2 separate regions of the Sus scrofa genome follow, and region 2 is linked to region 1. The links are chromatin contacts, called in public Hi-C maps. All regions are on one chromosome and are shown on one strand. The core of a region is the stretch at or near the end of the contact, and the rest is flanking DNA. Distances in the headings are between cores, read along the strand shown. Region 1 holds the start of RERG (ras-related and estrogen-regulated growth inhibitor). Region 2 holds the start of ART4 (ADP-ribosyltransferase 4 (Dombrock blood group)).

Evidence for each region. Hi-C and Micro-C count contacts between places; a contact is called where the count stands out from the background.
Region 2: a contact with region 1 is called in a Hi-C map of embryonic fibroblasts, with 1.7 times the contacts expected there. The contact joins the promoter of ART4 here to the promoter of RERG in region 1. A contact is called at or near these places in 3 of 47 Hi-C or Micro-C datasets (embryonic fibroblasts, liver and retroperitoneal adipose tissue).

Annotation. Positions count from the first base shown.
Region 1 is chr5:57,347,391-57,352,207 of Sscrofa11.1, reverse strand. RERG (ras-related and estrogen-regulated growth inhibitor) reads right to left here and starts at 2,822. Exons shown (of 5, transcript XM_003481681.4): 1 at 2,575-2,822.
Region 2 is chr5:57,707,419-57,712,184 of Sscrofa11.1, reverse strand. It overlaps ART4 (ADP-ribosyltransferase 4 (Dombrock blood group)), which reads right to left and starts at 3,333. Exons shown (of 3, transcript NM_001272094.1): 1 at 2,941-3,333; 2 at 1-84. The coding sequence starts at 3,123.

The DNA.
Region 1 (4,817 bases), core at 1,573-4,072:
ACTAGCCATCACTAGAATTTTTCCTTTTTATCAGACAACCATCTAACAACCATCCTGTGTCTGATTTACCACTTCCAGGTATAGGGGGAGAAGGGGCATTAAAGTAACTTTTAACTCGGAGCCTTCAAGTAGCCTAGTAGCTATTAGGAACCTTTGCTCTGTTCAAGACTCCTGCTTTCTAGGAAAATGAGACCTGGTGTCTTCCTTGTTCTTTATAGGACGTCTGTTCTTGTTTATATTTTTTTGACCCTCGCCTTGACCATTAGCAGCTCCCACCTCTGGCACTTGCTACTTTACTCACTCTAGAAGCCTGGCATCTACTGCATTTGCCCCTTGAGATGTGACCTGACCATGACCCAACAAAAGTTTCATGAGATTCTTCCTCTTTGTCATCTGGGCACTGGGGGTATATTTCCACAGTAATTCATACTAAGGCTCTCCAGTTCTGAACTTCTGCAATCAATGTTTTCAACTTAAACCCAAGACTTCACTTTCAAGTCTGTTATCTAAACAAATGAACTGCTTCTGCCAGCTTGTTGGCATCTATAAATTTTCAAAAGGAGCTTCTCCGGAGCAAGAAAGAAGTAAAGGTTCTTTTGAAAAAGTGTTTCTACAAAGAAATTGTTTCCTTCATGCAATTGTTTCCTTCATTATGCATCTAAACCATTGATCTGTACCTGACAAATTTTGCATTTGCTGATTTCTACAGTGCCAGAGTTTCCTCGGAAGGACAAAAAGGTCAATACTAACATTGGCTGTGGTTTACTTCATCCCAAATGAAAAAACTCCTTAGAGATCATTAATAGCATAAACCCCAGAAGGATTTAACATCTGTAATTTGTCTAGTCCCATACTTTTGGCTAAAGATAAAAGAATTTTATTTGTCATTTTATATGCATTCATTAAGTAAAGGCCTCTATGTTTAAGGTTCAGAGCCTCATCACAGAAATATCACAGAAGCATAATATATCGAGATATATTATCTAAATACCTTCTAAATAAGAATGGCAAGCATTTCTTTGAAACATAGAACATGAAAGTGTCTGGAGCTTATATAAACAACAATTTATTTCATGCAAAACTGTTCATTCCCATGCACATAAAATCCAGATAATTTACTATCTGATTTATGCTTCAAGAAAGTAGCCATCAAATGTGATTAAAAAAAAAATTGCTAAGTTAATTTTTCAGTAACTCCCAAATAGCCTCAGAGGCATAGGAATTTGACATAAGAAAGGAAAATTGTGTGGATTAAATTTTTCATATGTACCTGAATCAGGATACAGCTAGTTACTGCCTATCTTATGTTATGTTTAGAAACATCCCTTAAAGACACAAAACGGACATACACCCTTCAACATTTTATTTCTCACATGAAAATGTGCAAAGTTACATTTGATAAATGTATAAAACAAAGATAAATGTGTACATTATTTTAATAAGTGACCTGTTGCCAAGTCTCTGATGTTCTAAATAATTCATGATCCAAGACCTTCCATAACATGGATCTAAAAAGACATTCGTTTTCATGTTGTTGTGCAGAAATATTCTGGCTGGGTCTTGAAGCTGCCATTCACCTTTTATATGGATAGTGCTTTATTAGGACAAAAACTTCTTAGTTCCTATCACTCCTAGAGCTAAAATCACACTTAGATATTTCAGAGATTAAAGGTGTATTGATTTTTTTCCCCTAAACATAAAGATACCAAAATAACGCTTAGAATAAGAAAAAAAAAAAAAAAAAAAAAGCCAGACTCGAAATTCTGTGTTACTATTAATGCATGCATTGATTCATGCCACTTTTATGCTAATCATAAAAGCGGCCACCTTCAAGGAGCTTACAATCCCATAGATGTATGACATTTGGTTCACTAATAAGCTGATTTTTAAACTTATTTAAAAAATAATTTATGCATCATAAACCATTTTTCAGACTATTATACTTATCAAGGTCCATGCTTTCTACTTCCTCTTGGCAAAAAAAACAAAACAAAAAAACAAGCATCTTGATAAGGTATATACGATTTATAAGATAATAGTGTTTCTAACTGCTGTATTTATGGTCTCATCAAAATAAAGTGCAGGTGTTTAGGGAAGCAAAGAATCTAGTCTGGTCGTGGGAATCTAGTCTGGTCTTCCGGCTGCTACTTCCCTAGCTCTGAAATCAAGTTTTCCTGGTCTCAATATGAGGAATTCTCCCGCATTTTATCACAACGCAGCACGCACAGGGATGAGTACCGTTGTAAGAGACTCCTGGCTATGGCGTTATTCTGAAAGCAACAGGTATCCTGGAACGATAAACAAACCCATCATGGACTGCGGGTCACTTGCTTTCAACCTGGGGAGCAAACGCTGCCTAAGTCAAAAGGGCATTCTAGGTCTCAGCTCTGACCGAGGGCGCTGTCAAGCTCGGGGCACCAGCGCTTACATCTCCCTCTCGGCGACCCCCAAAGCCCTGGCTGAGAGGACCCCGTGGCCAGGAGGGCCGCCCCGGAGGCCGAGCGTTCAGGGGCTCGGAAGGGTCTTCAGGAAGTCATCCCGAAAAAGCCACCTGGGCACGTGCGTGACACTCACCTGTTCACACTCTCCAGGCCCAGAGAGCCGCGGTCCCCCTGCAAGTTCAGAATCAGTCCCCCGGGACCGCTACCCCTCCCACGCTGCGCGGCCCAATCTGTGGGTGGCGTTTCCCGGCTGCTGGGCTGCGACTGCGGGGGGCAGCGGCAGTAGCAGTAATAGCTGGCGGAGTGGCCCGGGTCTCCCCGCAACCACTCTCTCCGACTAGCGGCGGATGGACTGCGGCAGGACGCGGGCTCCGGCGGACGAGGCCGCCGGGATGCTGCAGTGTGGCGCTCGCGCGCCCCCTACTGGGGCTAGCGCTCGGCTCCTCCAGCGAAGCCGCCTCCAGGCTGGATCATTCAAAAATCAGTTTTCGAGCTGCACTCGGACAGGCTTCCCTTTTCTCCTGCTAGATTCCCGGCCTCTAGGTTCTCGTTGAAGGATCTCACTCCTTGGGTTAAAACATTTGCCTGTAAAAGGATCAGTATGTGACCTTTTCGATTCCTTACTTCAGAAGGTCCTCACAACATCCCTTAGAGGTACGTTTAACTTTCCCCATGATTCCCACGAGGAAACAGAGGATAAATCACTTGTCCAAGGCTAGTAAATGGTTGGAATAAAAATCCAGGCCGATTGGAAGCTGAGATGCTAGGAGAGACATATGTACTGCATTAAATTGAACTTCATATCTCTATACTGGAGAAAGTTCCAAAAGATTCACATTTCCCCTTACAAGATCAGCATTTATAACGTTCGAATTGAAATCACACTCAATCATCCTCAAACCTAACGAAAATGATTAATATTTGTGCTGCGCTAGACTCCCTTTCACATCTCTCATCTCATCTGATATTTACTCCCTTCATTGAGGTAGGCACTCATTAAAATTATTAGCCTTCCGTGATTTCCTATTGTGGCTCAGCAGAGAGCCCACATTGTCTCTCTGAGGTTGCAGGTTCCATCCTGGGCCTTGCTCAGTGGGTTTAAGGATCTGATGTTGCCATGGTTGTGGTAGGCCCCAGCTGCAGCTTGGATTCAACTCCTAGCCCAGAAGTCCATATGCAGCAGGTGCAGCCATTTAAAAAAAAAAAAAAAATTGCATTTCAGAGCCAAGGAGGTGAGTTTCAGGGAGATTAAAAGATTTCCCAAAACTATGAAACTTTTGATGAGAAGCACGAAACACCCATATTATTTGTTTTCCTGTGAAGCCTGGTGTTCTTAACAAGACACCCGATGGCCTCCAGAAAACCACTGCCATGTCGAATAGACTAAGTGAACAGTGGTAGGTGAACAGTCTGTGTCCCTGATGGAAGCGGTGTAACAGGGCAGGCAGTTTCCAGGACCAGCTGACCTGGAAAGCCACCAGTTGTGAGCCATGCTGAATGGAGGAGCTGTGTCTGCACAAAGCTAGGAATTAGCTCCCTGAACAGGATCTTAATATATTTACTCACCTCATGAGATATTTTACCTTAAAGGTTAAAATTATTAGTCGCATAATAATTAGATATGTTAAAATTACTTATTACATAATAAAGCTACCTTAAGTAAAAATTATTAATTGCATATTAATGACATCTTAATTCATTGTGTTTAACCATATATTTGCTTATATTTAAATTTAAATGGGTTTTTATATATCTATATAATTTTTGTTTAACCATATATTTATTTTAGTCAATGTTAATTGACTTCTTGCTGTTTAAAGAGGAGGAAATTAGCCTCTTATTATGTCTCTCATGTTCCCCTCCTTCATCTTATATTTTTACTTTTTTTTTTTTTTTTTTGTCTTTTTAGGGCTGCACCCACAGCACATGGAGGTTCCCAGGCTAGGGGTCAAATCATAGCTGTAGCTGCTGGCCTGCACCACAGCTACAGCAACGCCTGATCTGAGCCACGTCTGCGACCTACACCACAGCTCAGAGCAACGCCCTATCTCTACCCTACTGAGCGAGGCCAGGGATCAAACCTGCATCCTCATGGATGCTAGTCAGGTTCATTTCCACTGAGCCACGATGGAAACTCCTGTTTATTTATTTTTTTATTTCTGTATAATTTTTATCGATTTATAATATTTGATTTGTTTCGTAGCTTTAATTCCCAAAGTTCTTTAAAACTTAGTTTTTTTAAAACTTTATTCCATTTAAATGGAATAAATGTATTTAATTATTTTACCATAGTTCTACTATTCCTGATTATTTTGATTAAGCCCTTCATTTGTTCATTAAGTAATTTTTTTTTTTTTTGGTTACATCCCAACACTG
Region 2 (4,766 bases), core at 2,084-4,583, 360 kb before region 1:
CTCCTCCAAGACCTGTTGGCTGCAGCCTTGGTACTGATCATCAAAGGAAACTGGTGCCAAGTCAAAGTCGATTTTAACTGCAACCTATCAGGAAAGAAAAATTTTGATTTTAATTTTCCATATCAGATGATGAATCTTGTTGACTGGAAATACATAGATTGCTAGATATTTCTCCAGAAAGATGGGTTTATTCAGAATCAGCAGAGAATTGCAACCCAGAGTTTGCAACCCTGGAGAGCCACATGCAAATCTCCATAGGTAGGGGCAGGAGAATGCTTTCATAGAGAGGAAAAGGAAGATGGGAGGGTATGGTACGCCAAGAGTTACTGGCTTTTCATGGGCTGAGTCCTTGAGGGGCGGGGATGGGGTGGGGTATGGGTTTGGTGAAGAGAAGTCTTTCTGTTGGGCTCTGCTGTGCCACTGGGTGTGAGAGCTCCCCCTATGGGTCTCCTGACTATTTAGTGGAGGTTTCTTTTTTTAAATTTTTACGTCATAGCCATATGCTATACTCTCTAAAACCACATCTTCTGCTTAAAAATCACTATTTGCCGACGTAAGTTTCACTCATAACCATTATATTGCGACAGTCCTTCCTGTGTCTGTGACCTGTGCTAGATATCGAATTGGGTTTGACAAATGTTACTGAAAGCGCCAAAAAACTTCATCTCCCCAGGGAGGAAGTGACTCTTTTTGTATCACTGAAAACAGTCTTTTTTGCATATTGAGTTTTCTGAAGAAAAAAGTTAATAACCTTAAAATTTAACTATACTTTCTGTTTTCTTTCCTGATCCCATTCACATTCTTTGACAAGTGGGTTTTAAGGAGTAGCTCTTTCAGGAACACCTAAAGCCTGTATTAAGTCTCTGGATTTTATTTAAGAAAAGACTTGAGTGATGAGTAATGCTGGGTTCTCCAAGGGGATCCCCCGTAAATGACAGACCTCTCCTCTGCCTGGGACCTAAAAAAAATGAGGGGAGAAGAAAAAAAGAACAAATGCAAGGGCTAAAATATTATTTTTACTGCTGAATGAGGCCCTGTTGGGGCACACATTTTGAGGTCTGATGGCTGGTGGGCTTGTTAAGGGTAAACCCAGAAGGAGGCTGACTTGCCCACCTACTGTAGGCAGTATTGGATTGCAGCCTATCCAGGTAAGATTCTTATCACAGAGGAACAGAGAACTCATGCCTTTTGCCATCACTCTAACTCCCAAGAGGAAGAAGAGCAGAGTCAAACTCAGCACATCCAGTTATTCTCTCTGACGTTACCAATTAGGTAAATTCACCCAGCTCCAAGGGAGCCATGTGAGGAAAGGGTTAAACAGTGATCAAGCATGTTCCTGGGAAAATCCTTCCTCTTAGAAAACAGGAGTGGGAAAAAGACATTTTTTCATGGGTACCCAACTGAATATTACTTATTGATATCTAGCACATATTAAATTGACGTTAGAGATTTGAATACAAATTCACTAAGTATCATTTCATAATTCCGAGCCATATTTTCAATTATCTAAATTCCAAGATGTTTCTTTCTTGGCAAAGAAATGATGCTTTTCTAATAAAGAGTAGTTGTGAAGGAACATAGTAAGAGATAAGATTCCACTCAGTGAATGTCAACAATGTTGCAGCTGGAACTCAAAAACATACCATTTATGTTATTTATGTTGAGAAGTCATCCGGTTGTGTGAAAATGAATAAAATTTTACGAATGCTTCCTGCTTTAGTATAAGCTATATTCACGGAACTATATTCAGTATCCTGAGATAAACCACAATGGAAATGAATCTAAAAAGTATATATATACATGTGTGTGTTTGTGTATGTATATATGTAATATATATATGAAACACTTTTCTCTATAGCAGAAATTGACACAACATTGTAAATCAACTATACATCAATTAAAAGAAACATTTAAGACTGCTTAAATGACTTAATAACTAAAGCAGGTTTACAAATAGTTCTATAGAATCTGTTTAAGCCAAAACAAAATAAAAAATATCATTTTCTGTTAAATCTTGTGAACTCTCAAACTTTAGTATAGTACTAGATCTCAAGTGTGTCTTCCATTATCTCTTAATATGAGTTATTTTTCCTTATATAGAACTTTATAATGCTTCTTCTGAGTTGAGCCATGTGAACAGGCGAAAGCGAAATAGACTTGGTTTATTTCATGTTATTTGTCCTACAGACACAGTGTTTTACTTAGTGTTTTATGGATCATCAAGAAAATAATGCTATGCCTCTAGCTTTCATGATGCCACATTTGTGAACTGCAAAGAACTCTGAAATTTTTCTTTTATTTCTTTCTTGCCACACTTACAGCATATGGAAATTTCTGGGCTAGGGGTTGAATCAGAGCTATAGCTACTACGACACAACTACAGCCATATGGAATCTGAGCTGCACCTGCAACCTACACCACAGCTTATGGCCATGAGCGAGGCCAGGGATCAAACCGGCATCCTCAGGAACACTATGTCAGGTACTTAACTCACTGAGCCACAATATGAACTGTAGAACTCCACATTTTTTTTTTTTTTTGTCTTTTTGTCATTTCTTGGGCCACTCTCGCGGCATATGGAGGTTCCCAGGCTAGGGGTCGAATCGGAGCTGTAGCCACTGACCCATGCCAGAGCCACAGCAACACGGGATCCGAGCTGCAGTCTGCAAACTTCACCACAGCTCACAGCAACGCCGGATCCTTAATCCACTGAGCAAGGCCAGGGATCGAACCTGCAACCTCATGGTTCCTAGTAGGATTCGTTAACCACTATGCCACGACAGGAACTCTGAACTCCACAATTTTTAAACCTTGTTTTCAACCCCTTTGCTAGCATTCCTTGTTAAAATGTCTAAATGGAATCACATTCCAAGGGACTAAAAGTTGTCACCAGGAGCACCCCCGTATGGAAGCTCCGATCATGAAGAGATCGCCTCCTACCTGGGAACTCACCGTGGGGCTCTGCAGACTCGAGCACAGCAGCAGGAGAGGCAGTGGTCCCTTCAGGAGCCAGATTCTCACTTCAGGGGCTGCAGCAGTTGGAAGAGGAGTCCTCCTGCCTCTGTGGGTCAATGGACGGCTTTTGCTTGGGTTGAAAATACTTCTTCGTACTTGCAACTTCATCCTGAAATGAACTCTCTCTTCCTTGGAGGTTTTCTTTGGGTGAGTCTCAGTGAGAACCTTCCTTGCCCACATCTATGTTGAGACTTCTGCTGACCACCATCAAATAGGAGCTCTTCCAAGGGAAGAGATGAGCTCCAGCTCACTTGGAAAGCTGAAATCTCTGTGAAATAGCCAGACTTGTGCACCAAATAAGGTATTTTTAAAAGTGAATGCGTTAGTTTCCAGTAGAAAAAAAAAATCCTGCTCTAGTCTGTATGAATTCCAAGAGCTTGTTAAGGTTCAGGCTCACGAGCTTGGCCTTTCTTAGCTTGTAAAGGGTCAGCCTCACCAGTTCAGGCTTTCTAAGCAGGAAAAGCACACACTGTGCAGTGTCTGGGGCCAAGTGGCCTTATCTTCAGCTGCAGCTTCCACTGGGGGTGATAGGATTGGGTTATGCAGGTCACTAGGAAGATGCTAGTTCAAGGTGGATCTCTGGTGGGCTTATCTGGTGCTGCTGGTAGGCCCTGCCCAGAAAAAGCTGTCACAAAGTACTACAGTAGAGTTCCTATCAAAAAGAAGACTCTCTCTGCTGCTTTTCTTTCTTTTTTATTTTTTTAACTTTTATTTTTTTCCTTTGTACAGCATATGGAAGTTCCCAGGCTAGGAGTCGAATCAGAGCTGCAGCTGCCAGTGTATGCCGCAGCCGCAGCATCACCAGATCTAACCCGCCTCTGTGACCTATGCTGAAGGTCATGGCAATGCTGGATCCTTAACCCACTGAGTGAGGCCAGGGATTGAAACCACATCCTCACAGACACGATGTCGGGTTCTTAACCCACTGAGCCACAACATGAATGCTTCTACTGCTTTTCTACTGAACGTTTAAAATCGTCCACTCCAGAAATCATACCTGTTGGGGTCTCAGATCTTCTGTTTTCTTTTCTGAAGGCACCAGAGTCTCAATCCACACTAGCTTAGTTTGTAATGAATTGAAATGACTACTGTCAGGAAACAGCCTCTGGAGTTCCCGTTGTGACTCAGTGGGTTAAGAACCTGACTAGTAAATGTGAGGACACGGGTTTGATCCCTGGCCTCGCTCAGTGGGTTAAGGATCCTGTGTTGCCGTGAGCTGTGGTGTGGGTCGCAGATGTGGCTCGGATCTGGCATTGCTGTGGCTGTGGTACAGGCCAGCATCTGCAACTCCAATTTGACCCCTAGCCTGGGAACCTCCATGTGCTGTGGGTATGTCCCTAAAAAGCCAAAAAAAAAAAAAAAAAAAAAGACAGCCTCTGAACATCTGACAGTACTCAGTACTCAAACTCAAAAGTAAGTGACATCCTGCCAGAAAGTTTTATGTGTGCCAAGTTCATTCAGCACAAATGTCCTATGAAAAACCCTCTCTTAGGCATATCCCTTTCTAGTCTGAACATCCTTCCTCTATTCCCAACCCTTGGGGTAATTATTCTTGTAAGTATTTCCCACTTATACATTCCAATTCATTATTTAACTGTGATGAGAAACTAAATCTTTTTCTGAAAATTTTGGTATTTTTTTTTCAGTACCCAAATATCTATCTATCTATCTCTCTCTCTCTCTTTTCAGCCATGTTCACAGCATACAGAAGTTCCCTGGATCAGGACTGACCCCATGCCACAGCAGTTACC